4 separate regions of the Mus musculus genome follow, and all the other regions are linked to region 1. The links are chromatin contacts, called in public HiChIP or PLAC-seq and promoter capture Hi-C maps. All regions are on one chromosome and are shown on one strand. Each heading gives the region's core, a stretch centred on a gene start, on an enhancer-like site or on the middle of the called end of the contact. The rest is flanking DNA. Distances are from core to core; before and after follow the strand shown. Region 1 holds the start of Bcap29 (B cell receptor associated protein 29). Region 2 holds the start of Lamb1 (laminin B1). Region 3 overlaps Cog5 (component of oligomeric golgi complex 5). Region 4 holds the start of Prkar2b (protein kinase, cAMP dependent regulatory, type II beta).

Evidence for each region. Promoter capture Hi-C pulls out the DNA fragments that hold promoters and counts their contacts. HiChIP or PLAC-seq counts read pairs in DNA pulled down with a chosen protein or histone mark.
Region 2: a promoter capture Hi-C map of the C10 cell line shows a contact between it and region 1, with 2.1 times the contacts expected there. The contact joins the promoter of Lamb1 here to the promoter of Bcap29 in region 1. A contact is called at or near these places in 2 of 39 promoter capture datasets (the 3T3-L1 cell line and the C10 cell line) and 1 of 9 other capture datasets (pancreatic islet).
Region 3: an H3K27ac HiChIP or PLAC-seq map of embryonic stem cells shows a contact between it and region 1, with 12 read pairs. The contact joins the enhancer-like site here to the promoter of Bcap29 in region 1. A contact is called at or near these places in 8 of 39 promoter capture datasets (3T3-L1-derived adipocytes, the C10 cell line, the HPC-7 cell line and 4 more), 1 of 15 datasets of contacts at CTCF or cohesin (the NIH/3T3 cell line), 2 of 484 Hi-C or Micro-C datasets (cochlea and nephron progenitors), 12 of 115 datasets of contacts at active chromatin or transcription factors (the SCID.adh cell line, VIP interneurons, acute myeloid leukemia and 7 more) and 1 of 9 other capture datasets (adipose tissue).
Region 4: a promoter capture Hi-C map of hippocampal neurons shows a contact between it and region 1, with 2.1 times the contacts expected there. The contact joins the promoter of Prkar2b here to the promoter of Bcap29 in region 1. A contact is called at or near these places in 2 of 39 promoter capture datasets (the HPC-7 cell line and hippocampal neurons) and 3 of 484 Hi-C or Micro-C datasets (CD4 T cells, muscle stem cells and uterus).

What each region holds. Positions count from the first base shown.
Region 1 is chr12:31,632,869-31,636,104 of GRCm38.p6, forward strand. It overlaps Bcap29 (B cell receptor associated protein 29), which reads right to left and starts at 1,790. Exons shown (of 8, transcript NM_001164090.1): 1 at 1,737-1,790; 2 at 1,395-1,512. The coding sequence starts at 1,486.
Region 2 is chr12:31,263,401-31,266,641 of GRCm38.p6, forward strand. It overlaps Lamb1 (laminin B1), which reads left to right and starts at 1,893. Exons shown (of 33, transcript NM_008482.3): 1 at 1,893-2,201. The coding sequence starts at 2,165. Gm32899 (a long non-coding RNA gene) reads right to left here and starts at 1,692. Exons shown (of 2, transcript XR_381427.4): 1 at 1,610-1,692.
Region 3 is chr12:31,899,169-31,902,629 of GRCm38.p6, forward strand. Cog5 (component of oligomeric golgi complex 5) reads left to right here. Exons shown (of 23, transcript NM_001163126.1): 19 at 1,729-1,805. Among named protein-coding and RNA genes, the nearest start is that of Hbp1, 49 kb to the right of the region's middle. Within about 2 kb of position 1,428, at least 14 of the 459 cell types and tissues checked have an H3K27ac peak or open chromatin away from gene starts, as enhancers often do. A contact at or near this core is called in the HPC-7 cell line and embryonic stem cells, where this site is marked.
Region 4 is chr12:32,059,210-32,062,688 of GRCm38.p6, forward strand. It overlaps Prkar2b (protein kinase, cAMP dependent regulatory, type II beta), which reads right to left and starts at 2,068. Exons shown (of 11, transcript NM_011158.4): 1 at 1,573-2,068. The coding sequence starts at 1,873. Gm51992 (a long non-coding RNA gene) reads right to left here. Exons shown (of 3, transcript XR_003950224.1): 3 at 3,010-3,074.

The sequences.
Region 1 (3,236 bases), core at 540-3,039:
TCACTACAGGAGAAAAGACTAGACAGACTAAATGAAGACTTTGAAAGATTATGACTGACATACACACTGTGGATAAACACATGGAGGGGCACAGATGATTCCTGTACATGTGTACCACATGTTCTTACATGACAATATTCATATGTCATGTGCACCGATTCACACTTTCATCTAACAGCTACTAGATCAGGATGGGTACAAAACTGTAAATGGCAAGAAGAAAAAGACTGCTCTATCAATCCTCCTGATGACTTCTTTTTATCAAAGCTCTAAGCCTTATTTATAAATCTGTTGTGCATAAAAAAAATGACTTCTTGAATATGTGTGAGACTGTCATAAGTAGTACCAAATATGTCTGCTTGAAATCTGAGGTAGAAAGAACAGGGACAGCATTGTGTGACTGTAAGCTAAGGATCTCATCTGGAGTCTGACACTGACCAGTTAGGTGACTTAGGTTATGGAACAGAGCCTTTCTGGCCTTAAGCATGTGATCTATAGAACCCATGGTTGGTGGGAAGAACTTGGTACATCCCTTCCTACAGTATGAGTTACTGCTTCTTGTGAGGGAAGGAAAGGGCATGGTGTGGAGACCAGGACAGAGAAGAGCTGCAAACCAAGCAGATGAGGAGTTTCAAGTTTTTGAAAGACTGCGTGGACCCTGAGCCAGTCCATTTTATTGTCCCAAGTAAACAGTTTTGCACCCATCCTTTTATTTCTCTGCTCAAATGCAGGGCAGTTTAGGGGAAGGGGAGGGAGAGAGGAAGAGGGGGAAGAGGAAGGAGAGAAATGAAGAGGCGGTGGGGGGTGGGGGAAGAGGATGAAGGGGGAGGAAGGAGAGAGGAGAGAGAGAATATAGATATATAGACAGGAAAGATGTCCAAGGCATAACCATGGCTTTATTATACCTGTAATCAAGACACCCACCCCCCAAAAAAACCTAGGTTCTTTTAAAAAGGAGGTGAAAATCTATTTGTACACAGAATCAAGCTTTATATAAAGTAGAATTTTAATAGTTACCAGATTGCAAATTTGAGTTTCATTTTTAAAGACTACCTTTTATATAATTGGCTCCCATCTTTTATTTAATTATCCATTTGTTGTATGTATGCATGTGTATTCATCATGTGTTTATGTGCGTGCATGGGTGTTTCTGGGCGTCCCAGGGTGGAAGTGTGGCGGTCAGAAGACAACTTTGTGGAGTCGGTTCCCCTTCCACCAGGTGGTTTCTGGGTATCGAACTGAAATTCTCTCCCTTGGCTGCAAGGGCCCTTTACCTACTGAGCCACCCCGCCGGCCCTCCCAAAACTTTCTAACCTTACAAAGAGCATCGCACGCCGTAGCCTGAAGAAGCTAATCAAACATTTGGTACTGTTAAGGATCTGACGGTTTCCTACCTCTGTGGAGGAATAAAGGGCAGACAGAAGAGTAAAATGAGTCCTATTTCAGCATAAAGAAAGCTGGCAACCGCCGCCCATTGGATTGTCATCGTTTTGTTTTGTTTTTTCTTCACACCTATACAGAGAAAGATTTCAATTTTAGAGAAACATGGGTGAACGGCCAGACACGCGGCGTGGGGCCTGCCGGGAGTTCGCCTAACTCCGGGTGACGAGGCAGTGCGCCGGACGGCCCCGCAGGTTCTTCCCCGGTCCCGAGGTGGCTCGGGCCGCAGAACGCCGCGGCCCGAGCCGCCGGACGCGAGGTCAGCAGCGGGGCCGCCCGCCGCCCGTCAGGCTTACCCGCCGCCGATCGCTCCGCGTGCCCCGCCGCCCGCCTGCGCGCGCACGTCCCACGCCGCCGGGAGCGCGCCGGGCCCGGCTGAGGTCACACTGGCGCGACCGCGCCTCCCGCGGCCCTTGTTTCCTGGTGCGCGGCGTGAGGCGGCCGAGGCTCCTCCACGTGGGCTCGGTATCCCCGGAGGGCTGATCCCCGATGCGGCTGATGCCGGATGACGGGAGCCAGGGCCCGGGTCTATGGTGGGACCCAGCCAGGTGCCCTAGGGTGGTAACCTGCCTCCCTGCCCGGAGCTAAACTGAATTTAAGTCATGGCCCAGGCCTGGGGGGTCTGTGGAGCGTTTTGTGTTTTGCATGCTGTTTTCCTGGTCCTACCGTGCCCATAGGCAAGACCAGGCAACTTGTGGGAACTGCTGGGTCTACTCCTTTACCTAACCATATTCCCTTAGGTAACTAGATAGGCCCCAGAAACCTTTGAGGGTGGATGCTCTCATGCTTGGTTAACTTTGCATTCCACCTCTGGTTTCCCTGGTAACACTAGAAAGAAAAACCTAACTACTGCCTCTCCTTAGGCTTTCTGGTCAATTCCTGTAATATCCCTGCTCCAAGTAGAGACTTGGCATCCCGATAACATTACATACTACATTACATACTGTCTCCATTAAGCTGGCCAGGAGTTCACTATCCAGGAAAAAGGATTCACTTGGAGATGTGTTAAAGAGGTGGGAGGGATAATTATTCCATTAATACGACGCAGCACTTACACATCCCAAGATGGCACTCCTTGAAGGAGCTTCCTTCTGCCCTGTGGCAGTAGTAAGCTTGCTTGGTTTTCTGGGTTCTAATTCAGAAAAGCCTAACACCTGCCTCTGTTTTTCTTTAGTGGATGGCCAAAAGCCTAAGCAAGCTTTCTGCTGATAATGGGCTTTCTCATTTCTGAATACCTGCCCCCTCCCGGAAGTACTGGTAGACCTTCATTTCTGAACAAGGCAGTGTTATTGGACCCTTTATGCCTAAAGATGTAACTTTTGTCTTTTTCCTCCTCTTCTCCATCCCCTTGGCTACCTTTTTTTTTTGTTTTGTTTTGTTTGTTTTTAATTCCAAATTAATAGTATTGCCCTTTAAAAAAAGCTTTGGCATTCTTTTATTAACAAAACTAGGAATCTAAAAGGGAACTCCAAATACTTCCAGGTTTTCAACATATGTGAATATTTGCAAATCTCAGAATGTAACTTCAAAAGGTTAAAAATCCCCTGTAAGGCTGTTGTGCAGTTGCTCAGATGCTTAATTTAATCATGACTTTTGAGCAGCCCATGTTCATTTGGGTTTGTAGTGTCCTTCTGCTAAGTGTCTATTAGAAATGTCTATGCGCCGGGAATGGTGGCGCATGCCTTTAATCCCAGCACTTGGGAGGCAGAGGCAGGCAAATTTCTGAGTTCGAGGCCAGCCTGGTCTACAGAGTGAGTTCCAGGACAGCCAGGGCTATACAGAGAAACCCTGTCTCG
Region 2 (3,241 bases), core at 643-3,142, 370 kb before region 1:
GCGCAAAAACCCTTATTTAGTTTTTGTTTTTAGTAGTGTTGGTTCCTGTGAGCGAGGTGGTCAGGAAAGCAGCCAGTCTCTTGAGAGTGTTGAAGGTGGCTGACCCTTTATAAAGAGAGAGTTCACTGACCAGGGGCAGGGGGCCAGCAGGACTTGTCTGCTACTGTAGCAAAAGCCAGTCTCAGAAAAGAGGAGTTGTGGGCTGGAGAGATGGCATTGTGGTTAAGAGCACTGACTGCCCTTCCAGAGGTCATGAGTTCAATTCCCAACAACCACATGGTGGCTCACAACCATCTGTAATGGGATCCAATGCCCTCTTCTGGTGTGCCTGAAGATAGCAACAATGCACTCATATACATAAAATAAATAAATCTTTAAAAAAAAAAAACCACCAAAGTGTTAAAGAAAGGAAGGAAGGAAGGAAGGAAGAAAAGAGGAGTTGAATGTCACCTGCAACTTGGGTAGATGTAAACCAATATAAAACTTTAGTTCATGGCCCTAAAGGTTGAGCAAGGAGCATAGGTTGGCATTATATTATTAGACACCCATTGCAGAATGAAACCCTTTCGACTGTAGGGTACTCTCAATCCCTGCAGGCTGTGCAGCCAGCCGTTGGGAATCCCAAGCATCTGCGGGGCCAAATACTGGAGAAACTGCATCGGGGCAAGGGCTGATTTGGAGAATAATTAACACAGGTTTCTAAACTCCAAGAACAGCGAACTCTATGGTCTAATGATTATAAACTTCCCTAGGCCCAATTTCGTTTCAGCTGAGTTAAAAACTGACCAATCAGCCGCTTAATCCCTTCTCCTTGTGATGGCTGGAAAGCAATCACACCTGACTAGTCTAACAGCTGACTTAAGCTCCCTCATTCCAGGGTCAGACTAAGGAACACTTAAGGCAGACAAGTTGGGCTCTTACAAAGGTTTGGGGTCTGTGGTCCCCAAGCTCTTTTTCCTTTCTAAGGTTTCCCCAGTGACAGAGACCTTCTGTTTACCCCCACTTAACCTTGAAGCGCTATGAGAGGCTTCCTTAGAGCACCCCCCCATTTCCCCTCCCTGCGTGCTTAAGGTGGTTGCAGGATTCTGTTTGTAGTGTGGAGAAGGGTGTCTCATCAAAAATCTCCAACTTCCTGGCTGTGTCAACCCTTCCACCGTGAAGTGGGAAAAGGAATTCAAGAAATTACCCGGGATCAGGTAACACAGGTTATTTTGTGTATATTTTAACAGAAGAGAATTCAGAGCTATAACCCCCTGGGTACCAGAGATTATAGGTACGTCCCGAATAAATTCGTGCGCAAAGAATGTGCAGCCACTGGTGTCCTTCCTATGAAATAGGAAGACACCACACATGTAGCACCCACCCACGCAAAGCTCTAGCTCTTTGATCCTGAGTCGTGGTGTAAGGATGCTTATAGGAGCTCAAGTTCCTAAGAGCCAGACAGGTTGACCCTTTTTCTAAGGGCTTAACCTAGCTCACCTCCCTCTAGCGCTAGTTGCCAGAGTTCCTAGCCTTGGGCACATTTCGTGACTCACTTCTTATAAACGTAAATGTATAAGTCCGCGGTAGGTCCTACCGGCCCCCTTTGCCGGCCGATCTACACACCTACCTCCGGGACCAGCCCCGACGCATCCCTCCCCAGCTTGCTCCACTTGGGAAGCGCGCCCAGAAACGGACCCGCCAGCCCACGCTGGGAACTCAAGTACCAATGCCCTACAGCTTCAGCAGACGCTGCCTTAAAACAAAAGAGGCGCCTGGGGAGGTGGGACCTGGACCTCAACCCCCACCCCTAGCCAACTTGCTGTCCTCCGCCCCCTCCGCCCCCGCTCTCCATGTGCGCATGAGCAGAGACGCCTCCCTCGGTTCCTCCCTAGGCGAAACTTTCTAATTCCCTTCTTTGGGCCGGTGGGCTGCCAGGAGCGGGTTGAGCGCTCGCCCAGCCGGGTGAGGAGAACAAAGTAGTTAAGCGACTTGACCCCCTTCCTGGGCCCAGCCCCCGCTTCCGTGGGAGCGGCAGGAAATGGAAGGGCCCCTCTCCTCTCTCCCAACATTTGCCTTTTCTCCCCGCTACCTCTCCAGAAAGGAAGACCCGAAGAAAAGACAGGCAGCTTGCCTGCTGCGTCCTCCTTCCCGTGCCGCGTCCCCTCGTCTGCGAGGACTGGACATGGGGCTGCTCCAGGTGTTCGCCTTTGGTGTCCTAGGTAACTCAGTAAGGGTTGGGGGGAGGGGTGTGCTCCGGCATTAGGGAAGAAAACCCCCAAACCGGTTTGCCCCCGCTTTGAAGGCAGTTTTGGGGGATCGGGGGAGAGAGAGTGGTTGGAAATGACGCCGTGAGATCGCCACCGCTCTCGCTTCGGTGGTGGCCAGGGACCGCGCACGCGGAGCTCCGCGGACCCGCATCCACTGGGTTCTGCGCACAGAGCTCGCGCTCCTGCAGGTTTCCGAGGTGATCGCTCCAGGGCTTTGCACCTTTTACCAGTTAAACGCTGTTTCCCCACTGCGGAAGGCAGGCTCCCTGCTGTGGCTGGGCAGACTGCGGAGGGTCCTGGAAAAACCAATTACGCACAAAAGTGTCGGGGCCCAGAGCAGGCTTCGACTTGGGAACAGATTGGAGCCATGTGGCTTTAATTAACCATCCTTGTTTGTCTCGGGGTGGCACCATGAACAGTTGGGCCGGGTGCTTTGCTGGAATGGCGAAGCGTTGAAGCCACTACAGAGACACACCAGTCGTCTCTAGCTCAGGGCTTCTGTGGCAAACGCGGTGCCTCACCCGGCGCAATCGCCGGTGACCCTGGCGCGTGCACGCGGACATATTTTTGTGCCCCCCCCCCGCCCCCAGACTAACCACACTCACACCGAGGATGCGCGCACTGCCATGTGCACGCGGGTTTTCATTAGCGGGTGTGCAGCGCTTGGCAGGGTCAACCTCACTGCGCCCTGGTCCAGGCACTTCGAAGTGACCGGATCACTCTGTCCACCTTTCATAGAGGGGTAGATCAGAGTAGACAAAAAAGTCAGTTGTATTTTCTGGGTGCTGCGCTCAGCTGACTGCTAGTCAAACCTAATGACGATTCTGAGTCTTTTTTTTTTCTTTCATCCTTCTGTCTTTTCCTTGTCCCAGCTTTCCAGGCCTTTTCTGCGCCTATCTCTCCACCGTGTTTTTTCTATGTAGTCTCCTTTCTTTTTAATCCTCTCTGTCTGCCCCTCCTGCTGTTTTCTTTTGCCCTGGCTTGTCGGTTGC
Region 3 (3,461 bases), core at 178-2,677, 270 kb after region 1:
GAAAAAATTAAATACTGATAATTTTAGAACTTTTAAAGACCTATTTTGTTTTCGTTTTATGTGTTTGAGCATTTGCCTTCATGTATATATATGCTCCATCTGCGTGTCTGCGGAAGGAACACAGAAGGGGTCACCAGATCCCTGGCAGTGGAGTTACAAGCAGTTGTGAGCCACCATGTGGGTGCTGAGAACTAAACCCTGCTCCTCTTCAAGAGTCCTTAACCCCTGAGCCATGTGTCAGCACCAGCTTAGCACTGAGTACTTCTGTGTCATGCAAGCAGAGTCTATACATGTAGCTTCTGTAATTATACCAAGCACGTATTATCATCTCCACCTGACTTACGACTGAGCTAAGACTAGGTCACCTTATAGTGACTATAGTTTAGAATTCTGCCACTTACATGGCACTGAAATCTTGAGAGCTAAACTTTATAGTCACTTGGACCATACTGACTGGTAAGAATCGTCATTGGTTCTACTGACTTTGGAGACTTGCAGTGCCTATATAGAATACAGAGCATAGTCTAGAAAGCTTTTTTTCTCGATATTTCAACTAAGACAGTGTCTTAGATAGGGTTTCACTGCTGTGAACAGACACCATGACCAAGGTAAGTCTTATAAAGGACAACATATATTTGGAGCTAGCTTACAGGTTCAGAGGTTCAGTCATTATCTTCACTGTGGGAAGCATGGCAGCATCCAGGCAGGCATGGTGCAGGCGGAGCTGAGAGTTCTACAACTTCATCTGAAGGCGGCTAGTGGAAGACTGGCATCTAGGCAGCTAGGATGAGAGTCTTAAAGCACACACCCACAGTGACACATCTACTCCAAGGCCACACCTACTCCAACAAGATCACAGGTTTTATTTATTTATTTTTTTTTATTTTTTTTTATAAAGAATTTAGACTGACCAATTCAGAGTCTGCCATTTATTTATTTATTTATTTATTTATTTATTTATTTATTTATTTTTTCGAGACAGGGTTTCTCTGTGTAGCCCTGGCTGTCCTGGAACTCACTTTGTAGACCAGGCTGGCCTCGAACTCAGAAATCCGCCTGCCTCTGCCTCCCAAGTGCTGGGATTAAAGGTGTGCGCCACCACGCCCGGCGATCACAGGTTTTAATAGTGCCACTCCCTGGGCCAACCATATTCAAACCATCACAGACAGAATTTGAACTACTTCTCTTACTTAGCAACATCAAAATATCTCATCTTGGGCCTCTTTAGTAAGAAATGTAAACGTCATTAAAGTCTTTACCTTTTAATAAACGTAAGTGGCTTCCTGAACTTGTTTCATAGCAGTTAACATTAAGTTTATAAAGATCACAACTTCTCTGGATTGAGGTAAAGTCATGGCTAATCTGTGAGTTGATTGGCTTGCAAATGTCCTAGGAGCTCAGTAAAGCACAGGAGGGTTTCTAGAGAGGGTTTCCTGAGGGAGGAGCCTGCCCTGAGCTAGGTCCAGCCATCCTCAGCTGGGCTGGAGCTGAGAGGGAAGGAAGCATGCCAGCAGCACCGGCATTCTCTGTTTGCTGGCCACCACCTGATGAGCTGTTCTGCCCCTCCGTGCCTTCATGATGGACTGAACCTCAGAAGCTATGAGCCCAGATAACTCACTCTTCTCTTCATTGTTCATTTCAGGAAAAACTGACAAATACAGATCATGTGACAGGTCCAGCCTTCAGAGTCAGACATATAAAGCTATGGACTGTCTTTTCATGTTTTAGATGGAGTTGGCTGTGGGCCCCCTTTGCAGGCGAGTGTCGGATCTGGGAAAGTCCTATCGGATGCTGAGGTCATTTAGGTGAGACCTTACTCTTTATTATTGTAAGCGAATCATCTTACTAGCAGGTCAGTCCTTTCCTCCTATTTGGGTTAAGCTTTACAACATTGTCAACATTCATTTTATATTCTAACAATTCCACTATGAGATGGATCATCTTAGAAGTTATTGTTTAAATCAGAGAACCATCTAGCATTATATACGGTAGCTAATACCATAGTGGAAATGTATGTTTTTCTCTGTTGAATTTTAATTCACAGGTTGAGCTGATGTGTGCTTTCTAACTTCCTATTCTTGCAGAAGCATATTAAGCAGAAACACTAGGAAATGCATTCTAATACAGGCATGGGTTTTTTTTTTCTGAAAATTTTATTCATGTACATTTTTGTTCTTTTCTGGTTTTGTTTTTTTCGGGGGTGGCGGGGTGGGTGGCAAGGTTTCTCTGTGTAACAGAGCCCTGGCTGTCCTAGAATTCACTTTGTAGATCAGGCTAGCCTATAACTCAGGATCTCTGTCTACCTCCCTCTGCCTCCAGAGTGCTGGGATTAAAAGTATGCACCACTAGGCCCAGCTGTTCATGTACATTTTCAATTCAATCTAGTTTGAAAAGTATAGAATATAATATAAACATACACAGCTATTGACTAAAACAGCTCAGTGGTGAGATTGGGGAATGGGTGAGGGAGCTCAGGCAGATGCAGCTGACCACCAGGTCTTGGGTTGAGCTTCCTGCAGACCAGCTCAAAAGGAGGGATAGTGAGCTAGTTCATATGCATAATCTAAAATATATCAACTTAATGAAGTTGATCTTTCCACTATGAAACACTTGGTTCTGAAAACATCACACAGCTTAATGACTTCAGTAGTAGATGCTAAAATATAAGGTCACCGGTGGTGCTCATATGGCTATTTATTCTGTAGATTTCCAGATTTTTCACATAATAACCCATAGAAAATATTCACACTAAAAATGTGGCCAACCCTATAGGCTGGAAAGATCTTAATAGTAAACATGTATAACAATGCTGTGAGTCCAGCATGCTGCATGGAAGGCTTTTACACACACTGACCAAATGTGTTTCTGAAAACTGGCTCAGTCTTGAAAACTAGGCAGTAGTATGCCCTCCCGATGAAGGCTGTGCTCTCTCACATCATCAAGCCATTGTCATAGCCGTGTAGGGAGCCAGGATTGTTGACAGGGACCATGTGTGCGCCTTACCTTGCCCATTTCTAGTCAACAGAATTACTTTTTCAGTACCAGTGGCACAGCCTGAATTTTGCTTTTTTTGCAGTGGAGAATCACTGCATGTCCACAATTGCAAGAAAATGTCAGCCGGGTGTGGTGGTGTACGCCTTTAATCCCAGCACTCAGGAGGCAAAGGCAGGTGGATTTCTGAGTTTGAGGCCAGCCTGGTCTATAGAGTGAGTTCCAGGACAGCCAAGGCTACACAGTGAAACCCTGTATCAAAAAAAAAACCCAAAAAACAACAACAAAAAAAGAGGAAATGTTAAGTGAGATCTTGTATATTTTTCAAATACCTTCTTTAGATCTGATAAGTTCTTTAAAATAAATAAATCGATCTCTTAAGGACTGTGTTAAATTCCAGTTCTGCACTAAATTGAAAGTCTGTAAGGGTAACGGTAAGCAATCTTGTTCTTCTGTGTGAACTGTAAAAT
Region 4 (3,479 bases), core at 818-3,317, 430 kb after region 1:
TGTATTAATACTGTATTCCAAAGAGCACAGAGGCTCTCCCAAGCCTCCCTTCTCCTTGGTGCCTCCCATTCAGGACACTAGTCCCCTTTTCCATTGTGCATTGCTTGCCTGCGCTTGCATCCCCATGCCACAGACACATAGCATGTGCACAAATGTGTGTGCATACAAGTATTAGACGTCACTGTCCTTTCTATACCATCTGTGTAAGATGCTGTCTAGTTCCCCTTCCTAGTGAGACAAGCATCTGATTTGGTGTGGGAACAATTAAAACTATGATTACCCTATTCTCAAAGCACCCAAATGTCCCAAATTAAAAATCTAAATAGCAATCTTTCACATTCACAGAGCACTAACATCCAGGGTTTGTGTGTTTTAAACAAGCTAAGAATGCATTAATTTTATAACCCATTCAACATATAATTAATTCTACAAAGGAATGAAAATCTTCCTGGGAGGAGGGCGTAAGGGAAATGAAGTGAATGGCCCTTTAGTGTTTTCACTGTGTGAAAGGCATTGTGGACACACAAATCCCACACCAGCAGCATCAACAAATAAAAGCTGCATGCATGCTCGCCTCACACCACCAAGGAAAATACTTGTCCATTTGCACACCACGGCATTTCAGCCCGGGCTCCTGCAAAACCTGGGGTTTGGTCATATTGTGTAAACACGCATGTGTGTCTGGTGTGTCAGGGAGAGGTGGGAAGCATAAGGGGTGGGACTCGCCAAAAGCAGCTATTTAAAACAATCCCTTTCTCTCCCATTCATTCTCTCTAGCTTCAGTGTCTGGCGTGGTCCTTAGATGCTGGCTGGCTTTTCATTAAGACAACTGACAAAGCTCTTAGAACTTCCCATGGTGTTATTTTTTTTTCCACACACTTTAAAAAGAACATCAAAATCATTCAATATATGTTTTGTATCTTTTTTTTTAAAGAAAGAAAATCATTGGCCTATTTCCTCATGCCAAAGACCCCCTAGGTATCAGGCTAAATATGCTCCTTTGTTATATGTCCAAAAATATCGCCACCACATGGTATTGGAAAAACTGGAAAATAAATTATTCGTATTCCAAGAATGTCACAGCTATTATCGTTAATTTGTTTTACCTCAGCGAGTCCGATTTCACACTCTTCTCACTGAGTCCTACATGCTTCGCCCTTTCTCCCAGAACACTCCATTAATAAATCTAAAGGGCTGAAAAGAGGCCGCCAAGCGCCCTTCATGCACAATGGTACTCCCGGAGCCTGAGACATCTCCAACCACGGGAAAGTTAACGATCCAGCAAGATGCCCACCCTAAATCGCCCCGGAAAGAGAGGTGACAGAGGGGCAGCGGGAGCGCAACCTCTCCTTTCCCCACCTCCAGAGAAAGGGAGGGCATGACAAGAGAGCTGAGTAGGAAGGTGGGCGAGTGGGAGCGACCGAAATGGGTGCTGAGGGGGTGGGCGTAATGGGAAGGTGGAGAGCACGGGGAAGGTGGGGAGCTCAGCCCGGGGTTCAAGAGCGAGGCGGGGTTCGAGAGTGAGGCGGACGCGGCGGCCGGGGCTCAGGGCGCGAGGGGGCCGGTCCTCACCGTTGAACGCCCCTGCTTCCGCGGCCTCCTCCTCCTCGCCGTTCTCGGAGTCGGAGCGCATGGGCTCCTCGGCGAAGTTGACACCCTTACTGGGGATGCCGCCCCCGGCGGCTGCGCCCGCGTCCCCCCAGGTCCTGCCCTCATGGCCGAAGCGCGCGGCGCCCTTGCGCTCGTTCTCCTGCTGCAGCCGCGTGAAGTGCTGCAGCGCGAACTCCAGCAGGTCGGCGGGCTGGTGCCTCAGCACCTCCACCGTGAAGCCCTGCAGCAGCTCCGTGAGCCCCGCGGGGATCTCGATGCTCATCCTGCCCGTGCACGCCGAGGCGCCTGGACGCCGCCCTCGCCCCCTATCCGCGGTCCGGTCTCGGGCTGCGCGGCTCCCGAGCGAGCGCCCCGGGCGCTACCGGCTGCGAGCGCGGCGCACTGGGCCCCCGGCGAGGCTGCTCCGTGCGGCGGCAGCAGCAGAGCGAGCACAGCCCGGGGAGGGTTGGCAGCATCTCCAGCTCCTCCCGCTCCTGCTCCCGCCGCCGCTGCGCCGCCCCCCGCCCGGCGCCCCGCCTCCGCCCGCGCGCCCACGTGATCCCCGGAAACCATGGCAACCCGGCGGGCGGGAGCACTGCCGCCTCTCAAGTGGCCCCAGGGTGGAGGCAGCCTGAGCCTGGGGCGTGGGGCTGAGGCCGCGCGCTCCACCTGAGCTCCCTGAGCGAATCCCACGCACCTTTCTCCCTGTCCCACGCAGAGTTGGTGCGGCGCAATTCCTGCTGAAACTTCAGCCTCCACCTTGGTGGCTTTTCCTTTTCCTAGAATCCAACCCCAAGAGAAACGTGCGTGGTGTCTTTTGTTAGTCGCACAGCCCTACTGGTTCTCTTCTGGATAAAAGAGATGCTGCCACTTGTCTGTCACAAAATTTTCTTTAATTCCGCCTTTTAGCCTCGTGGCTGTGATGGTTTGCCTTACAGATGCTCTGCCACACTCTGCTTAGTACATTTCCTACTGGTTACTGAGACAAAGGCCGCATTTATTGTGTAGCACTTAACAAAGTTAGTTGATCCTTCAAGACAGGATACAGGGTAGTCAGGGCAGCTGGACAGACAACTAAGGGTGTGTTACCTGATTAGCCTCTTGTTGCTTATTTTTAAAACCTTTCCTGACACTTTGCGTCACTTCAATTAAATCTCCAAAATTTGAATATAGCAATAAAAAGGAAAAGAGAACTACACATTTGTGCTTTTTAAAGAAAACCCTTGTCTTTAAAACGAGCCTATTCTGAGAATTTTGAAACAGAAAAATTTATCTTTTGCCAAATTAAACGCTGTATAAATATGCATACTTTATTTTCTACGATGCCCATTTCATTGTAAAGCAGTCCAAGTGCAAACTCACTTGAGTTTTATTTTATTCTTAAGTTTTATTTATTTATTGAGTTTTATTTTATTTCCTTAGTTGTTCTCACTTACCTTTCTGCCCACACATAAGGAAAATATGTGACTCACGAAACCCAAAACCTAGAAATCAAAAATATCATTTCGTTTTATTTTTTAAAAATTGCTTCTTACCCATTTGTTTACAATGTTTATTTATCTTTTTTTTTCATAAGGGAATTCATTTCTCAAGTTCAGTTTCTTAACCTCATAATAATAATACTGGTGTGTGTTTTTTTTAAAATAACATACTTCTAAATTGTAATTGTGTGGTGTATAAGAAATAAACTCAGAAAAATGTGGTCTTCACATGAGGCCATATGGAACACAGTATTAGTCAAGTTCTCTACCGAAATGTTTTGCAGATCCAATAATCTAAGATGTATTTCTATCATGTTTCTCCCTACTGCTCAGCAGAAAATGCAAAGAATACTAGTTAAGATGGGATTTTATCGTTGCGGTCCTCAATGTCGATCAAGAATCCTCGCT